5 separate regions of the Mus musculus genome follow, and regions 1, 2, 4 and 5 are each linked to region 3. Evidence: chromatin contacts called from public HiChIP or PLAC-seq, Micro-C and promoter capture Hi-C data. All regions are on one chromosome and are shown on one strand. The core of a region is the stretch at or near the end of the contact, and the rest is flanking DNA. Distances in the headings are between cores, read along the strand shown.

Region 1 (5,639 bases), core at 2,362-4,861, 1.4 Mb before region 3:
CAGCCTACACAGGGCCAATCATAAGTTTGTTTCATCAAGCTGTAAGTCCCTAAAGCCCATATCGCCTTCACAGCATATATTTCTTGTTTTCTTTTACAGGCCTAAAGCAGAATGACAAATGTGCTCCACACTAAGATGTAAGAGACTTTTCAGATGTTGGAATTAAAGTAATAAATCTGAGAATCAGGTTTTAATAACAGTCCCTGAAATGCAAATGTTCTTTATAAAAGACTTCAACAAAATACAAAGGTACTGCTGACATACGACAAGCAGGCATCATTAACGCTTCTGACTTCGTTTGTTCTAGGAGGAACACTGTGGCTGTACAATAAAACCTACTGTACACAATGGCTGCCCCCTTTTCTGCTCACCTGCATCTTTGAGAACCCAAGCACAGCAAAAGTACCCTCATTCCAGAGCTTCCACATGCATGGGGGTGGGGGTAGGGGGGGTCAACCTGGGATCTATTAAACTCTAGGGAATCCCAGGGTGCTGTGGATGCTGTAGGTAAAGACAGCTTTGAATCATAAGGCCTTTGCTAATCATATACCCTCCAGTGAAGTTGAAACGGTTATTCTATAGACAGTGGGCACCTGAACATACAAGTGAAAACTGCCTGCAGTATAGTGTTACTAACTGCTCCGTGGCCAGCTACATGCCCACTACTGCTGTTCACTCTGAAGAAACCAGACACTGTCCCATCTCAACCCTAAACCAACCTCCACCTCTTACCCCTGTAGGCTGCTTTGATCTAGTCGGCCACTATTGACAAGTGCCCTTTAATCCCTTTGCTGATGACAACACGCAGGGCTTTAGAAGGCAGCCCATCCCAATGTTAAGACAAACCTGAAAAACTACAAAATTCCTTTCTAATTTGACTGGTCTGAGCTGTGGACATTTTAAATGGTACCCCACTCTGTGTACTTGTCAGAAGTTTGCTGAAAAATGCCTCCTCCATTTGGGACTTAAAACTCAAGAGGACTGGTGCCACCAAAGACAGGTACAGAATTCCCAGGTGCAAAGCCATTCCTGCCCCCACTGTTCTATGTAATTAACCAGCATCAGCATTGGTAAGATAGTTACTCAAAAATAACATCAATCCTGTCTACAAACAGCTCACCCCCAACAATTCTATTTATAATTGTGATTTCATAACAGTCAATCAGTGATGTAAATACAGTAGAAATCATTATTTATTCATTAAAGCTTGGTTTTGTTTTGTTTTGTTTTGTTTTGTTTTTTAGAATCCCAACTTGTCTAAGTCACCCTTGACAGATCTTTTATTGCACTGCTTAAAAAAAAAAATTACTCTGAAGAGCTGGCCATGAGGAAGACACCCGTTTAATCCCAGAACTCAAGAGACAGAGCAGGCAGATCTCTGTGAGTCTGGTCTACATAGCAAGTTCAAGGCCAGCCAGAGCTACAGAGTGAGACTCTTGCTTGAGATAACAAAACCAAAAACTAACTAAAATAAGGAAAAGCTATAATGTATTAATAAGGTCCACTTATCACGCATAAGACAATCTGATACAAATGACTGTTTCCTTGTCAAACAGGAACCATATGGGATAGTTTTCATCCTCAAGTGGAACTGTTCAAAAAAGGTTGGTAAATATTTTGCAAACAGTGATTTACTTGACTCAAAAAACAAACAAACAAACAAAAAACCAAACGTAAACTGACAGTTACTTGATTAAAGCAGCAAAACTGAATTCTTAAAGGGCCCCTTGGGGGCTCGTTCTTGGGCTATCTCTGGGAGTCAATCAATGGACAGTACTAAGAAGGGCCCCCTGCAATTAACTCCTCTTTAGTCCTCCAACAATAAAGTTCCCTCCAGGGGCATAAAGCAGAGTCACCTAATAAATGAATTCAGTCTAATTCCCAAATTATATCAAACTTCTATTTCATTTACGTTATATGGTAAATATGCAGTTCCCCCTCCCCTTTGGTAAGAAATACTTTTTCTGAGAAACGAATATTCATTACTTTTCCAGGATGGCCTGAGACATGAATGCTGATTAAAACCAACTAACCCTGCCACAAAAGACATCCCCACACAAAACACCTTATCACTTCATTATACAAAGCAGCAAGCATTTTACAGGCCAGAAAGCTGCTGCTCTGATAAACGCTCTCCGGATAAAATCACCCATCTTATCTAGTCTGGTCAATCTGCCAGGTGAAAAATGGTTTGCCTTATCACAAAATGTGGAGTGCAGTTTTCTCGAATATCCTGGGTGATAGCCCTTCCTTACAATCAAGTCCGAATCAATGCAGTATCTATGTGCACTCAAATACTGTCATCTTCAACTCAGTTTAGTGTCTGCTTTAAAAAAACAAAACACACACACACACACACAAAAAAAAAACAAAAAATAAAAAATAAGTTCTTTCGTTGGCTTCTTAATGCTCCTGATAGCTTACTTCCAACTCAGAATACAGATACCAAGTTTGTCAAGCACTGCCCCACCCCTCGCAAGAGCGGACGAGTGGAACATTTCAGGGCACTCCATCACGTAGTACAGCTACTGAAACTTCATACCGACCAACACCAGTGCACATTCTCCAGACCGGGCTGACTGTACACTCTCCCCAATAAACACCACCATCAACATCCAGGTTCCATGAGGATAAGAGGTGGGAACACCTACAGACCCGTAATACCACATTCACAACTTTCACCTGCATACTCTCTCTCCTCGTTACTTTCAACAAGTCGTCCCGGGAATCCGCAGTTAAGCATTTGGTAGGTTCGAATCACTCACTACCTTATGTAAAAATCAAAATAACAAGCAGGACGCAGAGGGGAGCACGTCTATGCGCCCTAACGTTAACAAATTTCGCATTTTAAGCGCAGCACACGCCAGGAGCTAGGATCTCCCAATTCTACCCCTCCCCCCGCCGTCTTCCCTCCCCACCCCCTCCTCTCATTCTGGGAAGTCTTTATTGGAGGCATCGGGGTGCTACTCACCGAGTTTTTCCACCAACTTCAGCATCACCCCTCCGATGTGCACCTCCCCGGTCACTCTCAGAGTGACATCACGGTTCAGGTCCGTGACATGGACGCTCAGTTCCCACGTCCCGTCCGCGTAGCAGCCATCTGGCATCCTTATCCCGTCCAGAGCCATGGCTCCCTTCCTGCGAGCGCGGAGGAAATGGCTCTCGTCAGCGTCACTCCCCCAAAGGAAGACAAACCCCACCGAGTCCGCGGCGCCGGCCGCTGCGAGGGAGAAGGCGGAGGAGCTGCGGCTACGCGCGCACAACCAAGGGCGCGAGCGCGGGCGACTCGGCACCCAGACCGTGGCCTCCGCCCGCCGCGCCCGCCTAGCGGACTTGGGCGCCTTCACCTGCCGCCGCCGCCGCTGCGCCCGGACCGCCCCGCGCCTCCCCACCCGGCCGGGGAGACCGCGCCGCGCCGGCGCGCGCTCCGCTCCTCCCGCGGCGTCCTCCCCGCGCCCCGTCCTCCGCTGCGCCCCTCACCGCGCTCCTCCCGCCGGGCTCCCGAGGCAACAGGCGAGGCTGGCGGCACCCGCGTCGCTGCTCGGGAGGAAAGCGAAGCCTCGCGCCGCTGCTAATGGAGTCCCGGCACCGCGGCCCCCGCCCCACCCCCTCTCCCCGCCCCGGCCCCCGCCCCGCAGCACCGCCCGCAGCCGGCCTCCGCCCCCTCCTCTCTGGCTCTTCTCTGACCGCGCTCCCGCGGGGGAGAGGAGGCGGCGCGCGCTCTGGTGGGGCCGGGGCGGTGCGCGCCTCGGGGGAGCGCTGCGGGGGGAGGCGGCGGCCGCAATCTCGGCCCTGCGGAGCGCTGCCCTTTTATGGAAATGAAGGACCAGGCGCAGGGATGGAATCCAACATCCGGGCTCTCGGCTGCGGAGCTGGGGTGGGGGGCGGGGGCTCGCGGGGCTGAGGCGGCGCCTGCAGCGGGGTCCCCGGGGTTCATGCGTGAGAAGCTGCCTCGGGAAGTTCCCAGGCCCCGGGACGTGTGCGGGGAACCCGGGCGCGAAGGCACCGCGCCGGGGAGCTAGGAAGAGAAGTTGGGATGCAGAAACTTTACGATGTCTGCCTTGAACATCCCACAAAAGTAGGAGAAAGGACACAGAGGGGCGGTGAGCCACAAAAGTTGCCTGGCAAGCAGGGTTCCGCACCAATCTGCGGCTCCTGCTGGACTCATGAGAGTCGGCGAGCATTATTAACCCCTGGAACCCAAGTGCCTGCCAGACGCAAAAGCTTGGCTCATGCGCTCCGGCTGGAAAAGGGGGACCTCCCCACCCCACCCCAGGAGGGCAGTGGTTTCCCCGAGACCCCTTCTCCACCCACGCCAACTGTTGGCGCGTACTTGGGACTTTTCCTCCGCAACTTAGAGGACTCAGTATTTTGAATGCACGCACATTCTCTTCCTTACCCTCCCACACACTTCCAAGACATTTAAGTAGTTTTGAACTGATGTTGAGCTGTTAAAGACTTTGACTAGTGACGAAGAAAGGTCCCCGAAGGCCCACTTCCACGTTCCCATTAACTATTACACTCTGTTGAAGGGAACTGTTCAGAATCAGCAAGCCAGGGGTTGCCTCTTCTAGCAATTTATTTAAGTCCAGGAGAGTCCGATAAGATACTGTAAAGGATCTTGGTTTTTAAAAAGTGTCTTGGACTTCGTGAACTGCCCTAGACACTTCAAAGGGGAGCCTACCGCGCAAATAACCCTTTGTTCATCAACACAACAGCAAAAGAAAAAAGCACAGCCTGCAGAAAGGGGTGGACACCCGTAAGGGAGTGAAAGCAGGAAAACTCGAGTCAAATGCCAGAGGTTTGGGAGTGGAAAAAAAAAAAAAAGGGAAACCACTCTGCTAACACTAGCCAGTCATCATGGAGAAACTGATGCACTTCTCCAAGCTTGCCTCTCTCCAGTTATTTCTACTCTGAGACGTTGTGGGTGGTTTACTTAGAAGCAATGTTGTTCAGGGTGGAAACAGTGTTGATGAAATTATGTTGTTGGAAAATACATAGGAGAATATTTTTAATAATGTAGAGAATTAGTTGCTTGGGTTAAAAAAAATCTGTACAGACCAGGCATAGTGGAGCATGTCTTTAATCCTAGCGCCCAGGAGGCAGAGGCAGGCAGGTCTTTCTGAGTTCAAGGCCAGCCTGTCCTACCTAGTTAGTTCCACGACAGCCTGGGCTATTAGAGAGACTCTGTCTCAAAAAGGCAAGCAAACAAAAATCTGTAGAAAACTGTACGTGCCTCTGTAAAATCAAGAACGCACTCATAGCCGGGCGTGGTGGCACCCGCCTTTAATCCCAGCACTCAGTAGGCAGAGGCAGGCGGATTTCAGAGTTCGAGGCCAGCCTGGTCTACAAAGTGAGTTCCAGGACAGCCAGGGCTATATAGAGAAACCCTGTCTTGAAAAAGAAAAAAAAAAAAAATTAAGAAAGAAAGAAAGAAAGAAAGAACACACCCATTTTTAAATATTTAGATTGAAAAAAGACTAGAAGGAAATTCCCCAAATGTTAGTTATTGGGTGATGTGGTCAAGAGAGGTTTTCTTTTGATTGGTTGGTTTTAGTCTTTCTTTTTCTAACTAACTCAAACCTGCCACATCCTGGACTTTTCTGGCACCACTAAGAATTGCATTCCCTGCCATAATC
Region 2 (5,566 bases), core at 1,111-3,610, 1.8 Mb after region 3:
TAATAAATGTTTTCTTGATAAACTAACGAGATAATCCGAGGGGCACACGTCCCTTAATTACAGGCCGTCGTGCTCAGCTCTGCTTCTCGTCCTGGCTGATTAATTTTCTGCATGATAGAAAGGAAACAAAACTTCGCTGACTGGCGGCTCGGCCTGAGGCAGGGGAGAGGACCGAGAGCCGGAGGGAAAGGAAGAAGGAGGTACGCGGGCATTTGGAAAACAGCCGGCGCCAGGCCCGCCAACTCGAGTGAAAGTTTCTGGCCTCGGGGAATCAACATCACCACCCGCGAGGGAGGGAGAAAGAAATGTGCCAAAGGGTTGCTCTTGACTATTAATTATAGTTCGAAGAAGCCCCGGTGTTAGGTCTGGAAGGAGAGGCCTGGGTGTCTACCTTTCTCTGGGGGAGGAGTTTGCGCCCAACTCCACTCTAGTGCTAATAACTTTCAGTGGCCGGAAAAAGTCCCGAGGTGAACAGACGAAATCCTGACACCCCCCCCCCCCCAAGCTCTGGAATGGAGGGCACAGTTTCCAAGGAAGAGCAACTCCTCTCGGTCCCCACCCAAAGTGGTCCACGCGGCTGGGCCTTCTTTCTCTCTCCATACACCCTTCTCCCTCCAAAAGACCAAATCGGTTTGGGGCTCTAAGGTTTTCAGATTTTCCAGTGAAATCGGACACTGGCTTTCAATAGTCCCTTGAACGCATCAACACCGCCACTTCTTCGGAGTTTGCCGCGCGAACCGTCGCCCAGGCCGGGTGTCAGCGGGGACCTTCTAATAGTTCGTTTTGGGGGCAGGCCGAGAGCAGGGGCTGGGCCTCGGCGAGCCCCTCCGTATAAGGTCAGCCTTGACCTACGACACTTCATTGTCCCCAAGCCAGAAAAGGCAGTACAGAAGTGCTTAACGGGCCACGATGCTACCCCAGACACAAAACAACTAAGAACTCGAAGTCCTTCCTAGGGAGGGACTCCGGGGTCTCTGACCAGGAGCATCCAGGCGCCCACCCTCAGGTCTGGCTGTCCCAGTTGCGCGCAGAGGCTGAGGCGCGCGTGCCCTGAACCACACTAGCCACAGTCGCCTTTAAAACCTGTCCAACTAGCGGCCTCGGCCTGGCGATCTGGCCCAGAAGCCCCGACTTTCAGTGTACAGTTCTGGGGCTTGGGGGAGCCGCACCCCTAGGGATGGAGAGGAGGAGAGTTGTAAAAGATTCAAGAGCCCTAGCGGCTTTGAGAAGAGGCGGAGAGCAGAGGGGCATTAAGCTTGGGGAGTGAGGACGAGAAACAGGAGCTGAGGCGGCGCGGGAGTAACAAGACGCCAGCGCTGTCGCCTCCTCGGTTATCCGCTCCGATTTCGGCTCCCGTTGCAAACCGAGGAGTCTAGAGGCAGCCCGAGGCCCCCGCCGATAATGGAGAGCCGGCCTTCGGGAGCTCCGTCTTTCGGAAGCGTCCACCTTATTATCTTTGTTTTAATTTACCAACCTAGGTACATTACACAAGCATTATTTTGTCATGGATTCTAAAATACGCCCTTGGAACCAAACCTAAGGACTCCAGCTCAATCTAGGGGCCAAAATGCAAAGCTCGCGAGGAGAAGCCATGAATAGCGTGGGCATAAGAACAAAACCCCTCCCCAACTCCCAGATTAGACTCCTAGGATTTCTGCGACGTTCTTCGGTAGCAGCGACCCCCAGGAGCACGCGCTCTCGCTCCCTCCCACTCCCTCCCTCTTCTACAGATCGTCAAATTTTTTCCTAATGGTCATTATTTCGTCTCAAAATTCTCATTAGAAAAATAAAATACATCGCCCGCCCCCACCCAAGGAAGTTCCACGTCCGCAGAGTTGCACATTGGAGGAGCGGAGGTCACTGCGGACTGGGGGAACACAAAGATATCGCTATAGACAAGACAGACGGACACTTACCTTACAGCCGCATTGGACGTTAGAAAAGAAAAAAAAATCAAATTATCCTTCAAAATTCCAAATAGCCAGCTATCCTAAAAGAAATCAAGAGCATTCAGTTAAAAACCTTGTAGTCTTCACCTTTCCATAAAAAGTCAAACATAACCAGAAAAAAAAAACAATTAAAAGAAAACATAAAATGAAGTGGCCAGAGTTGTAAACAGGCTTGTGTCCGTCTACGATACATACAAAGTAGAGGTGGCGACTGAGCTCCTCTAGCGATTTTTATTTTTTAGTAACAGTGGAGGCTGAGTTGGAGCTGAGGAAGGTTCCGCTCTCAGGGAGATTTGCTGAGAAAGCGCCTCTCTGGCAACTTTTTGACGCAAACTCTCCAACCAATGGCAGGGAGAGAATGATTGACACATCTAAGCCAGAGGGAAAATAATAAAAACACACAACAGGGGGAGGAAAACAGGCCGCTGCTGCACGGGGGGAAGAGCAGGCAACAAATCCAGGCCTCCGACACTACCAGAACGTTCTTTAAAACACTGGGCTACGCTTAAAATATACATTATGGGCCCAAGCATGTGAACTAATTGTATAATTAAAATGATGGACAGGAAGGCCTCCCTCTTCGGTCTTTTCTTCTTCCTTTATACTCCTTCTTATCCTCCTTTTCTTTTTTGTTTTTATTTTAGAGAAAGGATACCAAACAACATAAAGCAGGAAAATATTTAAGTCAAAGCTAGGGGAAGGAGGGAGGGGGTAGTACCCCGTTTTCGATTTCCAACGCTAGCAAAGAATGTGTGGGTCAGAGGCAGAACTCAAACCCAGGCACAGGCTTAAAAACAGGGCTATGTTCTCTTGAAGAGGACCAGACGGCGCTGAGGGAAAAATGGGTGAAGATGAACAAGAGTGGAACTGAGCTGTGAACATGCAGTGTAGGCAGAGAGTCACGCAGCTATGGACTGTCTGAAAACTCCAGCGTCCTCACTGGCTGTTCTTTTACCCCTTAGAATAACCCTTGGTCTCTGGAGTTCTGGCTTTCCAGGCATGTTTTTTCAATTTGATAAGCATAGAGCAAGATACAAAAGAAAACGTGAGCTCCCAAATCTACCGCCAAGGCAGATTTCCGGCCAAGGGAGGGGATACCTCAAATCTCTCCAGCTGAGTATGAGGTGACAAAAAGCCCCCAGTAGAAACAGTTTGTGCTTAAGAACAAACGCCTGGTACTTCAGGCCTGGGAGTTACTAGGGATGGAGGCGCCCTACTCAGAGGCCGAAACTCGGGAGCTGGGATGCTGCAGGGTCAACCAACTCAACTTCTTCTGGTCCAGACTGGTTTTTTTTTTTTTTTTTTTTTAAACAAGAATCAGAGTTTTCTAGAAAAGCAGAAACACGCTGGACAGAATATTAGGGGACGGGGCGGGGGGAGGTGAGGGGCAAACGCTACTGCTGAGTGTGTGAATGGAGGCTGGGAGGGGGAGGGGGGGGGAGGATAGCTTTCCCCTCACAACTCCCAATGCAGAAGGAAAAACAAAACAAAACGAAAAAACCCACCCCTCCCTCACTACCTCAGTCACCGCCACCACTGCTAGTGGGCCCAAAGAAACAGCTCGTTGCCTTTAATTTGGGGACCTATGTTAATGAAGTTGGTAATTAATTCGTCGCTTTGTTGTCGGTTCTTATACTGTATGTGTAATCAAATGTGGCCGTCCTTGGGATTTACAGCAATTAGCGAATTACGGGAGTGCGCACGAGGCTGCAAGTTCTCGGCAGCCCGGCTGGGCTCGGCTCCGGCCTAAGGCTGGGCACTCCGCTGCCGCTGCAGACTTGCAGGTGTGTCCTAAGAGCCTTGGGGTCCTGGAGGCTCCGCGAACCCTCGAGCTCCTCCGGGCTTGCCCAGTTCTTCCTGGCTCCTTCGTAGCTGTTCCAGTCCTAAGGAAACTCCTGGCTGTCGCGTTCCCCAGAGCCACGACTTTGTGGGGCCTAGGCTAGGGGGGAGGGTGAGTACGGATCTTTCCTTGTTACCCCGCCCCCACTGTGCAGAAACACCTGGCGACTGTCCCTAAGGCCTTTCATTTAGGAGAGGTAAACAAATGTCCCAGGCAGTTGTCCCGCGTGGCCCGGGCTGTGGGAAGCAGGTCCTGGCTCTTGGTCCGAGCCATCGTGCTTTGTATGATGGAAAGGCAAATCCACGCGAATCTCTTGAAAAAGAGGTTGTTTCCCACCCCGAGAAAAGAGTTCTCCCCGGTTTGATCATAATGATGTTGAAAGCATCAAAGGGCGAGAAAGAAAAGAAAAGAAAAGAAAAGAAAAGAAAAGAAAAGAAAAGAAAAGAAAAGAAAAGAAAAGAAAAGAGAAAAAGGCCATTGTGGATGTAGGGGAGCAAGGCCTTGGGGGCAGTAGAGGTGGGGTGCGGTAACGAAATAGAGCGAGGGCTTGTGAGTCACTCAAAGTAAATGAAAAAATCCGGAGAGAAAGCGATACATCTACAGTAGGGTCCGGAGACATTAGGAACCTCTCAAGGCCCGGGTAAAGGTTTGGGGTGTCATCCTGAGACAACCCAGAGCAACCAAACCTCCCAGAAAAGTCCGGAGTGCTATAGACAGTGGAGGATTTCTGTTAGATACAGCGTGGGAGGGCTTTCCCCTTCAGCGGCTGGCAGCACACAGCCCCCCGCTTCTCCTTTGCCCTCTAGTCTAATAACTTCGCGGAAATACAGGGCCAATAAACCACCAGTTGGAAACGGACAGTGTTAAATAAACAAGGGTCTCTTTAAAATTCTCATCCACTTCAGATGTCTAAAGTAAGATCGTGATGATTTTGTCACGGTTTGGTAAATTTACCCCTTTAAGAGGCTTTTCATAAATCCCAGAACACACCTTCAGCCAGATTTGAATATAGATTTAGGTTTTAAAACCCAGAAGCTGGAAACACTGCTTTATCAAAGAGAATTTCCCTTTAGCTTAGCAGTGTGCTGCAGCTCTCAAAAGATTGGATCTGAAAGAGAGAGAGACACACGCACACGCACATAGGAGGAGAAAGAGAGCCAGAGCCAGAGATGAAGACAAGGGAGGGAAGGGAAAAAAGACTTTTCTTTTTTTTCTTTCTAGAGGAATTCTGCCCAGACTCTCCAGCAGTTGGTAGCAGGCAAGCTTTCTCCTGTGTCGCCTGGAAAAGTTGCAAAATTGCTCTTCACCTGTAAGAACATGCATTTTATCTTCCAGTCTCTTCTTGTCAATTTGGAAATTGCAGACACCCCGGCTCAGGTACGGTTTCCACAAACCCTATTCTAGGTCAGGACAAAAGCCACTGGCTTTGGGAGAAGGGGGGTGGAGAGGGTGGGCTGCTTCACAGAAACCCTTAGAAGCTTGATGGGAGAAAAAGACTCCTTGGATGGAAACATCTCTTGATTTTCAGTAAGTTCTTGAGCCTCCAATATTCTTCCTAGCCATTCATTGTATTTCCTTTATCCAGAGTTTAACTTTTCTCCCATTTAGAAAACAAAAACATTTCCTATGAAACTGACTTAAGATAGCTTGATTGTGGTTTTTTTTTTTTTTCCCAACAATTCTCATTAACTAGTGGGTGGGTCGTAGTGGCTGTGTGTACAATTACTCTGCTAGGCTGATGAGATATGAAGCTTCGGGAAAGTAGCAGCATACAGGC
Region 3 (5,690 bases), core at 2,399-4,898:
CTCGCCTTGTCTTACCTACTGCCAAAATGAATGTGGACTTAAAACACACAAACATGGACTTCTCCAGAAACCATATGGATACAAACAATATCTATACATCCACGTCTTACTGGCTGTCAGCTATGTTTAAAATTTTGTCCATCTCGGCTAAAGCAATTCATTCCATTAACACTAGCTCAGACTCAGAAGGTAACAGAACCATGGTGGCTTTCTTCATTTCCTGTCAGAAGGCCTGCCTCTTTTGGGCTTTCTCAACTCTGAATCTTGCCTCAACATGACCCACTTGATACTGCATATGCGTGAGTGTGTGTTTAGTGTGTGTGTGTATGCATCTGTACATGTATATCACAAATACACTTCGGGCTTTCAGTTAGAGAGTCAAAAGATCACTGCTTCTCCTACCTTCCAATCCCTCTGTGACCAGCATAATGCTCTATATTTGATAAGTGCTTCTTGTTGAATGAATTAGTAGATCTATTGAAAAGGAGCCCAAAGAGGCAGAAAATGCTCAAAACCTAGTCTTTATATGCCAACCTGAAGAATCTGAAATGTAAATGTTGTCTGGACTGTCAAGGAAGCTAAGAGCTGAGGGGGGGAGCCTGGGTCCTGACCGTAGGAAGAGACGGTAGGAAGAAGCCCAAGGGGCTCAGCATCTGTTGCTGGGAGGGGCAGACCTAAGGTTTACAGTGCAGTGCTCCCTTCTCCTCTGTGGTGCTAGGAATCCAGTGCAGGGCCTTCAGGCTGTGGGACAGCGCTCTACATGAACATCATCACTGCAAGTCTTAAGGACATCTAACTTGGGGACGGCAGTCGTGAGCGCATGCAGCATGTTGTGTTTTCATTTCTAAGCTTATTGTAGAAAAGAGAGAAACAAGACAACCATCCTCAGAAGCCCTACCTTGTTAGGGAAGAAATCACACCTTACGGTAATATCACACATTTTTATATGCCATATACAATGAATATTGAATATTTATATTTTCTTAATATATTAAATAATTACAAACGTTGAGGAATGTAGATTTCGTTCATATAATTCTTTATATGGTAAATACTCCTCTGTCATATAAGCTTCCATGTTGGATGAAGATTGCCATCTGTCTTTAGCATTCCTTCTTGAGGACCCAGCACAGAATAAGTGTCCCATACATACTCATTGAATGGTTGGGTGAAAAGTGACCATATAATTTATGCAGAGATTTGCAAATGTTTTCCAATTCATGAAATAGACAGCTCTAATGCTTCTATAAATTTATCTGATGTGGGTACTCCCCCACCCCCCCACCCCCACGTTGTGTGTCTTATGTTTTTCTCACCCTATTTTTAAAGACAGTCTTTCTCTAACTTTGCAGCACACTGTCTTGGCTAGGCGGGCTTCCGGGAGGCTTCTGGAAGTAGACGTGGGCACTGTGGAGTCACACTGTCTCTCAAGCTTGCAAAAGGTGCTTTACTTACTGGGCTGTCTGGTAATTTATCTTACTTCTTCTAGAAGCGTCATCGAAATGACATAAACGTAGGCTCTTCGGGGATACCTACTATAATAAAACAATAGTCAGAAATCCTCTTCTGCCCTTGTAAGTATGGAGCTGACCCTTTTGGAATCAATCATCGTTCAAACACCTGAACATTTTAGTTGTTTTCCAGGGATATTATTTGCTAAGCAAACACCAAGAGAAGCAAAAAATGCAAAATCATGCTGAACAGCAAGACTTCAAAGATGAACTAAGTATGACACTGGTCCCTAGGTCAAAGGCTGCCGTCAGAACCACGCTTCTCCCGTAGGTGGCACTATCTTCTTTCGTCGCCTTGCTTGCAACTTTACTCCCGTCTGCCTGGGCCCTCTGCCTTACTAGCCCTGTTTTAAGTAGCAGAAGACAATAATTACGTTATTGGTGTATCTTTGGTTTTCTTTATCAATAACAACAACAGTCCATTGGGGTACGTCTAAAAACCTTGGCTGAGTTAGCACCGCGTGGTCCCATCTCTCAGTGTCTTCCCCATTTCCTGGCAGAAGTACTACCAAGGAATAGCTGGGGGTTGGGGGGGGGCGGGGACTCTATAAAGCTGTCCTGCTTCTTTGATAATAATAATTTAAAAAAAAATCAAAAGTCAAACACTGACTCCGGGACTAGTGTTTCCTAAATAGAGCAAACTATTCATCAAGTTATGCGGATACCTCCCCTAGGTGGTTAATAATGAACTTTAAAAACTTCACACACTCGGTTGTGATGGAAACATTGGCAAAACATTGTGCCTCCCCACAAGCCCTTTCACTACCCTAAGAGATGGGAGGTGTTGTCACACTGACAGGACCTACACGAGACAGACATGAAATCCGAGGAGCAGGGTAGAAGAAAGGATTGGAAATCCAGATGCTAGTGTGGGAGCTGAAAGGTGGAGGAATAAGGCCTTGGACACTTTACCTTTAAAACTGTGCTAGCTAGAGCAGGGCAGACCCACGTTTGCTTTTCCAGCTCTCGTTTATAAATGCTCCCAAGTCTCTGGAAAACAAATTCGAAGGCTCGGTGTTTCTTCTGAAACAGGCTGGATTTTGGCCAGTCCCTTTGTGACCGTTCGCATTAGAAGATGCAGAAATGTCTAGGCTTTAGGGTATTTTTAGTCAACCCTTCTTTTGGGTAATTGACCCATGCAAGCATTTTATAGTAGGCGACCTAGAGCTTCCAGCGACAAATCCCGGCCCAGCCTCTGGCCCCGCCCTCTGCAGGCACAGGTGAAAGCCGCGTCCCCCAAACTCCGTGGTGCTGACAGGTGGTCTCGCCACGCCTCCCCGTCGCCCAGGGCGCCTGGGGCCACAGCTCCAGGCCACAAGCCACAGCCGCGCGCCAAGCATAGCTTGAGATCAGGCTCCCGAAGTCCGCCTCCTCCTCTCGGGAAAGCGAGGCCTGAGGCGGGTATGGAGGACTGCAAAAATAAAGGGCATCCAGCGCCGGACTTGGGCTGAGGGTGATCGACCAGGCTCTGCTTGCTTCTCCTAGACAAGGGCCTCGTGGAGCACCGCGGCCAGACACATCTAGCCCTGCGCGTTGTGCCCTTCGCCGCCCTCTGCTACTTCATGCGTCCCAGACCCCAGGAATCCGTCCAAGCCCCCAGAGACAGTGACTCCGGGTGTTTACGGTCTACACCAGTCAGTCACCCACGGGACCAGTCAGCCACCCACAGGTCCCAGGCCAAAGGGTCACTGGACCTGGGGAGCCACATTCCCAAGGGCGAGCGGCGGGTGGCAGCACCGTTCTCGCTCCAGTCCAGCTCCGTTGGGATTCACTCCTGTCCCAGCTCCGGAGGCTCCGGTGCCCTGGCCGTTGTAGAACACGCGGGTGGCAGCCGAGAGGAATTCACCCGGACCCCTCCCCTTCCCCAAACTTCTGTGTTTCTCTACGCAGATCTTCCAATCTGCGCTCTTCCGCTCCTCCCACTTGGCTCCCTCCTCCTCTATGGCCCGGGCTTAGGAATCCGTCCCTCCCCCCAACCCGCCGCCCGCCGGGCCCGGGGATCCTCCCCCCCTCCCCCGACTCCCCCGCGTGCCGCCGCCGCCGCCCGGGTTCCTCTCCCCCCGCTCGGGCGCTCCCTGCCAAGCCCATGATGTAATGGTGTATGTTAATCAGTAGCATGTGGGGAGCTCCGGGCGGCTCAGTCCTTCGCGAGCCGACACTGGAGGCAGCAGTGGCGGCAGCGATAGCGCCCCGAACCCGCAGCGCTGCCCTCTCCGCGCGCCGCCAGCCCCGACGGCATGGCCCGCAGCCCGCGCTCCGAGCGCCCCCAACCCCACTGATTGCTGCTACGGCCCCGGACCCGCGCGCAGGGCCCCGAGCCGCAGGGATGAGCTGCGTGGAGGTGAGCGTCCCTTCTGCTGTCCCGGGCGAGGCACCCAGTGGTTCCTCCGACCCTTTCCCGGGGGCTTCGCTCTTCTACCCAGAAGTTCTGGGTGTCAGATGCTGGAAGCGAGCGGCCCCCAGAGGGTCCGGCGCTTAGTCTCTGCTCGCCTCGCCACGGGAGCTGAGATGGGACGATAGAGCCCCTAAACCTAACTTTTCTTCTTTGAGGTCCTTGGGGGGCGTGTGCGGAAGGGAGGAATCTGCATTTCCCTCGGGGTCCGCCCTGCCGCCTGGGAAAGCCGTGATACGGGCTCCCGCGGTCCCTGCGTAAGGCGTGCGCCCCCAACCGCATCGCCTTGGGCCTGGGACCGGAGGGCGAGGACACTCCGGCCCGCAGGCGGCGGCGGGGACCGGGGGCAGGATGCCTAAATCACACGCGCGCGCACACACATCTGATGGTCGTGGGTCAAGCAGGCCCAGGGAAACCTCCCGGGTGGGCTGGCGCGGCGCTGGGGAGTGAGGGCTCTGACTGAGCCGCGCCGAGCTTTGGATAGGGAGAGTTTATTTTTGTCTCGAGCTGTCGCTGCGGCTGCTCACGGCCTAAATCCAGAGGGGAGCCTGGCGGCGGAGATGCTGGCTGTTGCTGTAGATGGAGCTGCAGCCGTACGGCTGCTTCTCCGGGAGGAGGAGGAGGAGGGAGGAGGGAGGGAAGGAATAGGAGGGAAGGAATAGGAGGAGGAGGGAGGAGGAGGAGGAGGGGGAGGAGGAGGAGGAGGAGGAGGAGGAGGAGGAGGAGGAGGAGGAGGAGGAGGAGGAGGCTGGAACCCTGGTTGCCTCTGACACCGCCTCTGCTTTGCATTAGCCCCCACCCCACCCCCGCGCCCCTTCACAGCCGCATTGCAAGTTTTCAGCGCGGGGAGGATCTGTTGCTGGTGCTGGCGTTCGCAGACACAGCCCCAGAGGCCACTCCGGGTGGGGTGTGCAGGGAGCACTTGCGGGTCACAGCCGCAGCAACAGGAAGCCGCGGGGTCTCCTCCCGCACCTGGGAAGGAAGTGTGCAATAGCTCAGCTCGCGCATCCGAGTGTGGAGAGGCCGGCTGGAATTTAGGGGACTTCCCTTCGCGGGACACCCCTTCCCCCAGCCTTGGCTTCCACACACCCCCTACCGAGCTCCCTCTCACTCCCGGATCCCCCTAGACGCTCCAGTCCGCGTGCCGAGGTCTCACTGCAGCTTTTTCTGTCCTTTCAGTAGTGATTGCCGCTTGGGAATGCGGGTGTGAAGGGTCCGAGCTGCCGCCCAGCGGGGAGGAGACCCCAGGACGCCGGAAATCACCATCCTGAAGCTACGAGAAAAGGGGAAGGAGCGATCTTCATTCAGTTTTGTGCCTTGCGAGGGATTTACATTTTTAATCGCTATTTTTTTTTTTTAAAATATCTCCGCGCTACTGTCTGTCATCGTCTCTGGAGAATCAACCAGAACCACCAGAACGTAACTGAACCGATAGAGAGAGGAGAGCAAGGCAGGAGCAGAGTCAGTACCTGCAGCGCCCGGGCACCGGAGACCTTGGAACCAGAACGTGTCTCGGGAGGCCACGGGGCTGCGGCTCCGCCAAACTTTGGGGCGGGCAGGAGCGCCAAGGGGCTTCGTAGACGGAGGGCGGCCCCCTAACCATGATGTTTCGCGACCAGGTCGGGGTGCTGGCGGGCTGGTTTAAGGGCTGGAACGAGTGCGAGCAGACTGTTGCACTGCTGTCGCTGCTCAAGCGCGTAAGCCAGACCCAGGCCCGCTTCCTTCAGCTCTGCCTGGAGCACTCGCTGGCCGACTGCGCCGAGCTGCACGTCCTGGAAGGAGAGGCC
Region 4 (5,508 bases), core at 1,360-3,859, 1.6 Mb before region 3:
GAATAGGGTTACTGTGGGCATGAGAAACACAGAAAGTTCAGCTGAGGTTAGAATTTTGCCAAATGGGTAAGAGGAAAAAGAACCCAGAATTAAAAAGACTGACGAAGACGATGTTGAAATGACATTCTGATCTATGCTCATGTAATTTTGTTTAACCTTGGAGAATAAACTTGTACTCTATTTTATGTGTATGGGATGTTTTGTCTGCATATACGTATATGTACCACTTGGATGCCTGGTGCTCAGGGAAGCCAGAAAAGACCACTGGACGTCCTGAGACTGGAGTTATGGGACGATTGTGAGCCACCATATGGGTGCTGGGAATGGAACCCAGGTCTTCTGGAAGAGTAACCTGTGCTCTTAACAGCTAAGTTATCTCTCCAGCCTCTGCGTGCATATATTTTTGCTGAGCCATATAAATTGGACTGCCTTTTATATTCTGCCTTGTCTTTTCTTCTTGATGTCAGAATTGATATATATTGGTATGAACCTACTCACTTGATCAAAATAGTGTGGGAGAAAGGACACTCCCTGTCACTTTATTTACTTATTGTCTCCTTCAAAAGCCAGTTTTAGAAAAAAAAAATACAACAGAAAATTCACATAATAACCACACCATTTTCTCCAAGAAAATTTGGAAGACTGTCACTTTAGGCATTAATTCACATAACTGTACATGTATTTGTAAAGCATATTCATTTTTTTTTAGGGTGCTGGGAGTTAAACTCAGCTGTACGTTAGGCAAGTATTCTACCAATGTTATACTCCCAGCATGAGAATAACAATTTAAAAGAATACAATTACCATATGCCACATTTTGGATTAACATCTTTAGTTATATTGTCTATTTAATACCCATGACAACCTTTTTACATATGTACAATTATGCTGATTTTATGAAGACATCAAGATATCACCACCCCTCCACCACAGAGATCTGAGATAGTCCTAGCAGACTTCAAAGTTCCTACCTTGGTCGCTGCAGAAACTTTATCTTGTGTTCTACATCTCTAGCCCATTTCCTTCCAGTTCTGCTGGCCTCCTTTCTCTGATAGAAGTGAGACAAACTCTTTGCTACCTTAGAATCATGCACTTGCTGTTTAATCTCTTCAGAAGGCTCTCCACGTGGTGGCATAATGGGGCCCCTTCTGCTCTCAGACATGTTCAAAATTTATTCTCCTCCTTATCCCACAATATCCTTTTATTTCAATTGTAGCATTTACTACATTAAGGTATTTTTATGATTTATTATCATTTATGCATCTGTGCATGTGGACCTCATGCCAACTTTGAGTGGGTCCCATGAATCCAATTCAGGTCACCTGGCTTCCATGACAAGCGCGCCTTTGCCCACTGAACCATCTCTCTGGCCCCTATTCAAATCATTTCTAATTTCCTTATTACATGTTAGAATATTTTCTAATATTCTGATTACAAGCAGGTCAGTGCTTTATTGGGTAACTGAAAATTTCCTACTTATGCTCATGCAATTGATATCAAAAGGCTGCATCTTTGGGCTGGAAAGTGGTTTACTGGTTATGTGAGCTTCCGGCTCTTCCTAAAGATCTCTGTGTGTTTGTGGAGTGCATTCATTCAGTTTTAGGGTGCTGGGGGTTAATAAACTCAGGGCTTCTGTGTGCTAGGCAAATACTCTACCAAAGGTACACTCCCAGCCTGTCAATAATAATTTAAAAGAACACAGTCACTGAGCCTAGAGAGATAGCTCAAAGGGTATTCGTACTTGTTGCTCTTGGAGAGGATCTGGGTTCGGTTCCCAGTATCCACATAGAGGCTCACAACCGTCTATAATTCCAGTTTCAGGGGAATCATGTGGTTTTTTCTGACCTCCTCCAGCACCAGGCACACACGTGCTGCACACACATACATGCAGGCAAGATATTTATATGCATAAAATAAATAAGATTTTTTTTTTTAAATCATAGCTGCTTGTAACTCCAGAGCCAAGAAATCCGATGCCCTCTACTGGCTTCTGTGAGCACTTGCCCTCCTAAGGTATACACTAAGGCACACACATAAACACATAAATAAAAATAAATAATTTGGGAAAGAAAAAGGCTGAATTTGAAAATGTGACTCAGTTGGGAAAGCTCTTGCTTAGCATGCCGGAGACTCTGAATTCGATTTCCACACAGCACATACTGAATGTTCGAGTTTGCCTGTAATTCCACTAGGAAGCCGGTGGTGGGGGGGGGGAGGACCAGAGTTCAAGCCCAGCGCTGCAGAATGAGTGCTAAGGCAGTGTGGATTACAAGACACTGTCTCAAAAAAAAAAAAATCTTGTCATTTCCTCTTGCTTTTCAGTTTATTACAGATCCTTTGGCGTTCTAAGAAAGCAGTGACTTAATATTGAGCCAGCCAGTAGCTAAGTCAGGCATTGCTCACTCTGGCCTGCAGGGGACAGTGTGACCGGAGACGATCTTCTGCGCTTTCGAGGCTTTCTGCCGCTCTAGGTGACTGACTTCGGCGCCCGGAGCCAGAGGCGGGCCAGCCGGAAGGGGCGGAGCCAGTCACGGTCCCGCCCCAGGCCGCCTCTGCGCCCTCGCCCCGCCCCCTCCCCCGCCCGGGCTGCCATGGCCCTTCCCGGCATCCCCTATGAGCGACGGCTTCTCATCATGGCGGACCCTAGAGATAAGGCGCTTCAGGACTATCGCAAGAAGCTGCTAGAGCACAAGGAGATTGACGGCCGTCTTAAGGAGCGTGAGTGAGCCTTGACACACTCTCTAGTGCCTGGACCGGCTTCGGTCTCTGATAGAGCGGAGGCTTCGGCTGAGCCCGAAAACAGCGCCTGGCTTGGGAAGGCCCGAGTCCAGGGACGAGGCGCTTTGTCATCCCGCCCCGCGCTGGGGTGCAGCACCGCCTCGGCCGTGGGTATGGCCCCAGTCCCAGTCCGGTGGCATAGAGAACAGCCACAGTTCTGAGGTGGAAGAGGGGAAGATTAGAGGAGTGAGGTACAAGTGGGCTGGGGACATATTCCGGGTGCAGGAAGGCAGGCTTGGAGTCTCGGGACCCGGGGATGGGAGGACGCTTGAGTCAAAGAAGCTCCAGCCGGACGCGGGACTCACGGAGGCGGCTTGTACTTGGGGTAGAAGGGGGCTCAGTGGTTGTAATAGCCTTTCTCGTCTTCCCTCAGGCGTCATACTGAGTACCAAGTTTTCTGTATACCCTGAACATTCACGTTTTGAAAACCCTGCGTGATTTAATTAAATGAGAGAATACCGCAGCCTAGGATTCGGTGAAGAATTGCGTTGGTTGACTTAATTTAGTATGGACAACCAGAGTAAGCCAGGTGATCTTAGTGTAGCTATGGGAGGCTTGATTCACCTTATCGTTTAGTTTTGTAGCAAATCTGAAGGTGGCAGGATGTCACTATCGGTTAAAAATGTAACTTAAAAATATTTCCTACCAAGAAAATAGATATGATACTTTCTCTGTTACATTTCATTTTAAAACATGCCACCTATCCACTACAAACTGGAAAAAAAAATCTTATTTTGTGGTTTGAAACAGTAGGTTTGAAACCTAAGGTAAAAGAGACCTAAGTAAAAAATTTTATGCAGTTGTTTAATTTAAAATGTCAAAATTTTATTATTTCAGTAAGGGAACAATTAAAAGAACTTACCAAGCAGTATGAAAAGTCTGAAAATGATTTGAAGGCACTACAAAGTGTTGGACAGGTAGGTGATAAAGTTTGAAAGTATGTTGCCATTTCTAAGCTATTGGCAAAAGGTAATGCCCCTTTTTTCTTTTCCAGATTGTAGGTGAAGTGCTAAAACAGTTAACAGAAGAAAAATGTAAGTGGATTAACTTACTAATTATTAAAAAATAAAAAGCCCCAGTTCTTTGCCAGCTTTTGAAATGCCCATTTTATTTTGATTTTTGAGGCCAGGTACTTCTATGTAGCTCTGGATGCAGCTTCCTATGTAGACTAGACTGGCCTTGAACTCACAAGCCTTTTGCTTTCCAGTGCTGGAATTTTAGGCATGTGTGACATTATGGAAGGCTGTTTTAATTCATTCATATATATACATATACACATACATATATACATATATATGTGTGTGTGTGTGTGTGTGTATATACATACATACACACACACACTCTAAAGATGTATTGTTCTTTGTAAGTACACTTAGCTGTCTTCAGACAGCGAACAGAGGAACAGAGAAGGGAGTCAGATCTCATTACAGATGGTTGTGAGCCACCATGTGGGTTCTGGGATTTGAACTCAAGACCTTCAGGAAGAGCAGTCAGTGCTCTTAACCGCTGAGCCATCTCTCCAGCCCTTCTAATTCTTAATTCATCTATTTATGTATGTGTGTCTGTCTCTATGTCTGTGTCCCCTGCACTCATGTGTATATGTGTATGCATGTGTGTGTGCATGCATCAAAGGACTACTGTGGGAGTTGCTTTTCTGCTTCTGCCATGTAAGATGGGACCCAGAGATTGGCCTGAGTAAGATCAATGAGCTTGGGAGTAAGTGCCTTTATTTAATAACCCATCAGGATAGCCATGAAGTGCCTAGTATTCTAATGACAACAATACAAGGAGTTGGTCTTTGTTTACATAAGCTAAATTTTGTATTTACTGTTCTTAGTGGTCAGACATAAAACTACACTCACCATAGATGTAGATGTATTTGTTTTCTAACTTTGTTTTTCAATTTGTTCTAGTCATCGTTAAAGCAACAAATGGACCAAGATACGTTGTAGGTTGTCGTCGTCAGGTAATGTTTTCTGATGGGGCATTGTGCCCATAACTCCCAAGAGTGCTTTGTTCAGACACAGCAAATGACTAGCAAAGCCTGGAATTTCTTAGTCCCTAGTGTTTCATATCTGTACTTAGAAATCAAATCATTTTAAAACTAGAAAGAAAATGGTTTAGTATGATGTCTTTCTTGAAGAGCATATCAATTACCCATGTTTTACATTTAAACATTCAAAAATGTTGCTTACAGACTCAGCGGTAGTTAACTTTTTAGTCATTTGGACCAGAATGGGCAAATTGAAATACCTCTGCATTTCATTTTGCAGACTTTACAGTGTAAGTGAGTAGTTTAGAATGAGACAGTAGCATTTGCAATTTATAAACCATTCTATTCTTTAGGAAGTGTCTTAAGCATTTGCTGAAGCACTTTTTCTGGGAGTATTTGTCATATTGAGTTTACGTTTTCATTGTTGGTTTTGTTTTTTGTAACTGGATCTTGCTATGTAGCCTATAGTGCCTTTAAACTAACAATACTGGTACCTCAGCCTCCTGAGTACCAGGACAGTATTTGCCATTATGCCGGGTTCAGGTTTTAAAACGTTGATATAACATGACTCTAGAATAATATTTAACATTGAGGCTAAAGCTAATCTTAGGATTTCAGCATATAACTAGATAGTTTTGTAATCGAATACTACAAGCCTAGGAGCTGGTGAGTGGCTCAGCTGTTGAGAGCACGGGAGCTCTTCCAGAGGAACTGGGTTTGATTCTCAGCACTCAACA
Region 5 (5,221 bases), core at 2,632-5,131, 1.2 Mb before region 3:
TTTTTCTTTAAAAAACCTTTCATTACCCACCATTCAGAGTTTCCCAAAGGGTAAAGGGGGAAATACAATGGGAAAGGTAAAAAACTACACAGGATTGTTAGGTCCCGTCATTAGGGGCAAGGCTGAGACCACCATACTGGGTATATACTCTTCCCCTCAAAAGGTGTGAAAACGTATGAAACTAATTCAAGTAAAGCCACACAAGACATAGACACTTAAGAGGACCCCTGAAAACCTGCTATTGTGTTTGCACACTAGACCAGTGGTTCTAAACCTGTGGGTTGTGACCCATTTGGGGATCAAAGAACCCTTTCACAGCAGTTGCCTGAGACCAACAGAAATGTCAGATATTTACATTACAATTCACAATCTAGCAAATATTACAGTTATGAGGTAGCAGTGACAACAATTTTATGACTGGGGGGGGTCACCACAAATGAAGAACTCTATTAATGGGGTACAGCATTAGGAAGGTTGAGAGCCACTAGATTATAAGGTGCCCTTGAATACCCACAGGACTATATATTGTGAAGAGCTGGTCAGAAAAACTAAAATGAAAACAAAATGGTTGTTATGTGCGAATTAACAACAAGTAATTCATTAGCTATATCTAGCCTCCTAACATTTGCTTTCGGAAAGAACACTGGCGAGGCCCACGTGACCTTCAGGTTTATGTTGTCGCCATCACTGACTTATAACGTATGATGTTCTATTTTCTCATCTCCAACCCAACAGTGCACAGGCACCAATCACACCTGATACAGACTCTCTGGCTGGCTGCGACTCAAAGGATAAAGTCCAAACTCAGCGCTGCACATCCCCTCTGGGCAGTGCTCCTGACAGACTGCCACTTGCCAATCCTCATACAGCCACACTGCTGGGGTGGTCAGATCCAAACCCACATTGGATGCCTGAGCCTCAGAGGTGCAGCCTTCATTCCTTCAACTGCTCTGCAGTTTCACGCCTCTGTATCCTTGGATATGCTGGCCCCAACTGAGAGGAACCCCTTTCTCTAATCCCCGTGCTTCCTCTGACTCCTGCAGACTCAGTCTTACATCCACGGTGGCCTGTGCGTCCCTTTGGATGGGTGAAATACATACGGCACTGTGTTCCCTCACTACTGCTTACTGCATCACTTTCTAGCTGCGTGACCTTGGTCAAGTTCATTAATAACACTGAGGCTACATCCTTGTAGGATGAAAGTCAACATCAATTTGCTCCACAGTGAAAATTACTTTGTGAGCAGAGTAAGGTGTTAAACTTGTCAGTCTAGTGCAAGCACTCTAAGGCTAAGCTAAGGGAGAGACAGCTTTACTCTCCAGCCCCCCTTTCCAGGATGCTCTATGCTCTCACTCCCCTGCTCCCTTTGATATTTATTGTTTTTACTTTATGTGCACTGGTGTTTGGCCTGCATGTATGTCCGTGTGAGGGTGTCAGATCATGGTGTTACAGACAGATGTGAGCTGCCATGGGGAGTATGGGGGCTGGGATTTGAACCAGGGTCTTCTGGAAGAGCCCTCGGTGTTCTTACCTGCTGACCCATCTCTCCAGCCCCTCTGACCTTGCTTTCTGGGTCCACTAAGTTCTGTGTTTTTATCTGCAGGAAAGACCCATGGTGATGTGTGGATCATTTAAAAAGAAATGGGATGGGAAGCCTCTGAAAGACATGGGTTTCCAAACAATGTGCACAGAGGTACTGTGCTAGCACATACAACTACTAAGTCCGTCCTCAGTGAGTTTATAATCAAGAGGTGACCTAACAGAGTCCATATGAGTCTCATCTTTAAAAAACTAACAACCTTTATTGCCTTTATTGTCCTGAAGAGTAGCAAGAAATTTCCTGCTATGCTACCTATACCTGACTTGGAATGTGCTGAATCTGCCATCATAGTTACTTGCACCTAATGCATGCATGCTTTAGCATTATCAGAATCACTGATGCAATTCGGTACCAAGTCATCGAATACCTGCTTTATGAGTACAAAGATAAAGGTGGTGGACTCTGACCAGAAGCTACTAAATAAACCGAAAGGAAGCTAAGCCATCAATACACATAATTAATATAGATCAGAATAAATAATATAAGATGTATAGAGGGCCAAAAGATCAGGAAAAGACATTTGAGTAAGGGCACTGAAGCCCATAAAGTTAATACTGTATGGTACAAATTATTGATGGCCAATAACTTGTTACTACTACATATCATATATATTAATAACTGCTGCATGCCACGTCAGATTATGGATTACCCTTCCTCATTCTGATTTTAAACCTACCCGTGTTGCCTAAAGCATCGTTCAGACCTTTATGACAGTCCCATTTAACAGATGTGAAAACCGAGGTCGTGCAATTTTTCTAGGTTAAGAAGCAAAAGTAAAAATATGTAAAAAGGACCCAAGAGATATGAAAACATTCTATACAGAGGGTACGGACCCACTTCGCACTGCCACTTCCTGCAGTTCTTTCCTCTTGTGCCCAACACATCCACTGTGAATAACACATTGTAACTCTCCTTTCCCGTCAGGGCTTTTCTCTTCTCAGGTTTTAAGCTGAACTGTTGATTCTCATAAAAACACTCAAGCATTTCCACTCACTCCAGGACATGTTATTTAAATCACAGGAGCTTCAGGAGACACGAGACCGAATCAGATATCCAGGTGGACAAAGCCCCTGGTACGGTCAAGAAACTAAAGCTACTGGCTTGGGGATCCGTTCCTGGATACCCTCCAGGGGATGGCAGCAGCACTCTACTCACCCAGGAGGCACAATCCCCGGCGGAATCCTCCCCTCCTGACCCCGCTAGCAGCTTGGGCGCTGCCATCTGCTCTTTTACCCTTCACCTGCCGAGGCACCCCGCGCAACCTGCATCCTAACCCGAGGCAGGCATCGCGGGGGCAACCGAACCCCCAAACGCCGTCCAGCGCGCGCCGAGCCTGGCCCGCCCCTGGCCAGCCACTTACGGTTCCAGTACACCGGGTAGCACTCTCCTTGAGTGACATCCACCTCGTAGAGGCCGCCGCGCACGCACACCGGCTCGATGGTCACCAGCTCCTCCATCTCCGGCTCAGGCCCCGCCGCGCGCGGGCAGAAGCCGCAGGCGCTGTCCTCCTCGTCTTCCTCCCCGAAGCTGGAGCTTGGGCCACACACCCGGTCTCCATCGCGGCCCGCCGCCCGGGCCTGGGCGCCCGTGGTCTGCAGCAGGGTCCGGAAGGCGAGCTCGATGCGCAGAGAGTCGTAGCCGATGAAGGGCTTCCAGGTCTTCTTGTCTTCCTTGTAGAACCAGCGCACCTCCTCGGGGCCCAGCTCCGTCACCACCTCGTAGCGGTGCCGGGCGGCTGCGCCGCCGGGCCGGGCGCGCTTCCTGTCCCCGGGGCCCCCTCCCGCCGCCCCGCCGCCCCCCGAGTTCTGGGCGACGAGCGGCGGCGGAGGCGAAGAAGAGCTGCCGCCGCCCGCGCTCTCGCCCTCGCTGTAGTAGCGCAACGACGAGCCGGACTCGGCCGAGCTGAAGTCGTAGGTCTCGTCGCTGAGGCACGGGTCCAGAGCCAGGTGGCTCAGGTCGTCGGCGCCCGGTGCCAGGTGCAGCGGCTCGGCGCGCAGCAGCGACAGCGGCACGCTGTCGCCCGGCTGGTGCTCGAAGCAGCAGCCGCCGCCGCCGAACACGCCCGCCGCGTCCGAGCCCAGCTCCCAGGCACCGCCGCCGCGGCCGTTACGCTCGGGGCTCCGTGGGGCGCCGCGGCCCGGGTAGTTCATGCCGCCGGCGCTTCCGCCACACGCGCATCCGACGCCGCCGCCCTCTCGGCCCGGACTTTATAATCTTTCAAATCCCGAGCAGGGCAGCAGCTGCGGCCGAGGCGACTCCGCCTCCCCGCCGGCCCCCGGCCGCCGCAGCGCCGTTCCGGGGCCCGCCCCATTGTTACGCAGCCCTGCGTGGGCGGGGCCACAGGGGCCCCGCCCCCAGCCGCGCGCGCCTCCCCGGAAGGCCCGAGGACTCTGCTGGAGCTCCCGTTTGGCGCTAGGCTGTACGTAGTCTTCCGCGCCTGGAAGCGGGGGTCAGACGGGGTCGCGGCGGTCTCGGCATCCGTGGAGCCCCTGCCTCACGACTTTCGACGCAGTGGCTCCGCCCCCTCGCTTCCACGCCCCTGGATGCCAGCCGCAGTGAGGCTCTCGCCCACTCATCTTTACACTTTCGGGTCATGAGCCCCGTGGGTGATTCAGCTGTATGCCCAGAGGGGCCCTGGAAGTTGCTAGCTCACGTTCCTGGCTTTAGGCCTGCTTTCAGCATCCGAAAGACCTGCTCGGTCACCTGGTTTGGCCCTTTCCCAACCTTCAGCCCATTCATACAGAAGGCACCCCACCTCTACGCCTGCTGCTCACCTGGGCACGACCACTCCCACTTACAAAACTGGCGTCCTAGAGTCACTGTGCCAGTTCTTTAGATTGCTTGCCCTCTTGTCCTTATGCTTCCTGTTCTTTCTGTAGTGCAGTAAGGCCTTGGATGGAAACCAAGTCCCTATGTCTTAGTCTTTTCCCACAGTCTGTGCGCATTCGATGTACCTTGGTTATAACTAACTGGTCTTGCCAGCCTTGTGTGGTAGATTATTAGACTGAAAGAGGAAAAAAAAAAAAACAAAAACCTAGGTTCTAAACTCAGCTTTGCCACCTCCAGGCAAGTCACTTAATCTCCTTTATCTATTTGTCTTATTCCTTGCTATAAGTAGGAGATCGTTGCACCGGACGGTCTCTAGTAATTCTATGGCTTTTAAGCCTTCCCAAGTTTGGTTTGGTTTTTGTTTTTAGTATAACTCTGATTCTGTAACTCACTTCCTGGTTTCAGGGAGACACGGAGGCTCTGTTATGTTAGACTTCCAAGACAGAGTAAAGAGAAGACAGAGACCAGAGTCTGACCTCAACAGATGGACAGTTTATTTCAAACAAAGAAGGAAAGACACTCTCCGGAGGGAAATGGGTGTCTTAGAAGGGAGTAAACTAGCTGGGGCCCTTTATAGAGGCAAGTGGGTGGCTTGGAAATGAAATTCTTGCAGCCATAGAGCTATGTGTCGGTCTATGATGTACCTTTCCTGGAATTATCTGTTTTATTAAAAGGCAGTTCATTTTGGGGAACAGGCTGCCCCAGCAGAGATTATTTGGACTGTGGCTGACTGATGAGTTTGGTCAAGGTCAGCTGTAACTTCATAGAAATCCTGTTTTATAGCTGAGGCAC

What was found. Promoter capture Hi-C pulls out the DNA fragments that hold promoters and counts their contacts. A called contact is a pair of places that touch in the nucleus more often than the background predicts. HiChIP or PLAC-seq counts read pairs in DNA pulled down with a chosen protein or histone mark.
Region 1: a promoter capture Hi-C map of liver shows a contact between it and region 3, with 7 times the contacts expected there. The contact joins the promoter of Fermt2 here to the promoter of Samd4 in region 3. A contact is called at or near these places in 3 of 39 promoter capture datasets (hippocampal neurons and liver) and 2 of 484 Hi-C or Micro-C datasets (both in embryonic stem cells).
Region 2: a Micro-C map of embryonic stem cells shows a contact between it and region 3, with 11 times the contacts expected there. The contact joins the promoter of Otx2 here to the promoter of Samd4 in region 3. A contact is called at or near these places in 1 of 39 promoter capture datasets (embryonic stem cells) and 5 of 484 Hi-C or Micro-C datasets (all in embryonic stem cells).
Region 4: a promoter capture Hi-C map of 3T3-L1-derived adipocytes shows a contact between it and region 3, with 3 times the contacts expected there. The contact joins the promoter of Psmc6 here to the promoter of Samd4 in region 3. A contact is called at or near these places in 1 of 39 promoter capture datasets (3T3-L1-derived adipocytes) and 1 of 115 datasets of contacts at active chromatin or transcription factors (astrocytes).
Region 5: an H3K27ac HiChIP or PLAC-seq map of extraembryonic endoderm stem cells shows a contact between it and region 3, with 7 times the contacts expected there. The contact joins the promoter of Ddhd1 here to the promoter of Samd4 in region 3. A contact is called at or near these places in 1 of 39 promoter capture datasets (hippocampal neurons), 1 of 484 Hi-C or Micro-C datasets (embryonic stem cells) and 2 of 115 datasets of contacts at active chromatin or transcription factors (extraembryonic endoderm stem cells and forebrain).

What each region holds. Positions count from the first base shown.
Region 1 is chr14:45,526,454-45,532,092 of GRCm38.p6, forward strand. It overlaps Fermt2 (fermitin family member 2), which reads right to left and starts at 3,612. Exons shown (of 15, transcript NM_146054.3): 1 at 3,481-3,612; 2 at 2,972-3,138. The coding sequence starts at 3,128. It overlaps Gm46452 (a long non-coding RNA gene), which reads left to right and starts at 3,769. Exons shown (of 3, transcript XR_001781252.2): 1 at 3,769-4,103.
Region 2 is chr14:48,665,284-48,670,849 of GRCm38.p6, forward strand. It overlaps Otx2 (orthodenticle homeobox 2), which reads right to left and starts at 2,361. Exons shown (of 5, transcript NM_001286482.1): 1 at 2,145-2,361; 2 at 1,917-1,990. Otx2os1 (orthodenticle homeobox 2 opposite strand 1) reads left to right here and starts at 4,005. Exons shown (of 5, transcript NR_029384.1): 1 at 4,005-4,113; 2 at 5,011-5,166.
Region 3 is chr14:46,879,317-46,885,006 of GRCm38.p6, forward strand. Samd4 (sterile alpha motif domain containing 4) reads left to right here and starts at 3,649. Exons shown (of 13, transcript NM_001037221.2): 1 at 3,649-3,852; 2 at 5,083-5,690. The coding sequence starts at 5,505. It overlaps Gm34934 (a long non-coding RNA gene), which reads right to left and starts at 3,483. Exons shown (of 2, transcript XR_383407.3): 1 at 2,424-3,483; 2 at 1-1,855.
Region 4 is chr14:45,327,215-45,332,722 of GRCm38.p6, forward strand. It overlaps Psmc6 (proteasome (prosome, macropain) 26S subunit, ATPase, 6), which reads left to right and starts at 2,610. Exons shown (of 14, transcript NM_025959.3): 1 at 2,610-2,718; 2 at 3,616-3,695; 3 at 3,773-3,812; 4 at 4,692-4,744. The coding sequence starts at 2,634.
Region 5 is chr14:45,654,262-45,659,482 of GRCm38.p6, forward strand. It overlaps Ddhd1 (DDHD domain containing 1), which reads right to left and starts at 3,882. Exons shown (of 14, transcript NM_001042719.2): 1 at 2,961-3,882. The coding sequence starts at 3,750. Mir5131 (microRNA 5131) reads right to left here and starts at 3,792; the gene lies at 3,700-3,792.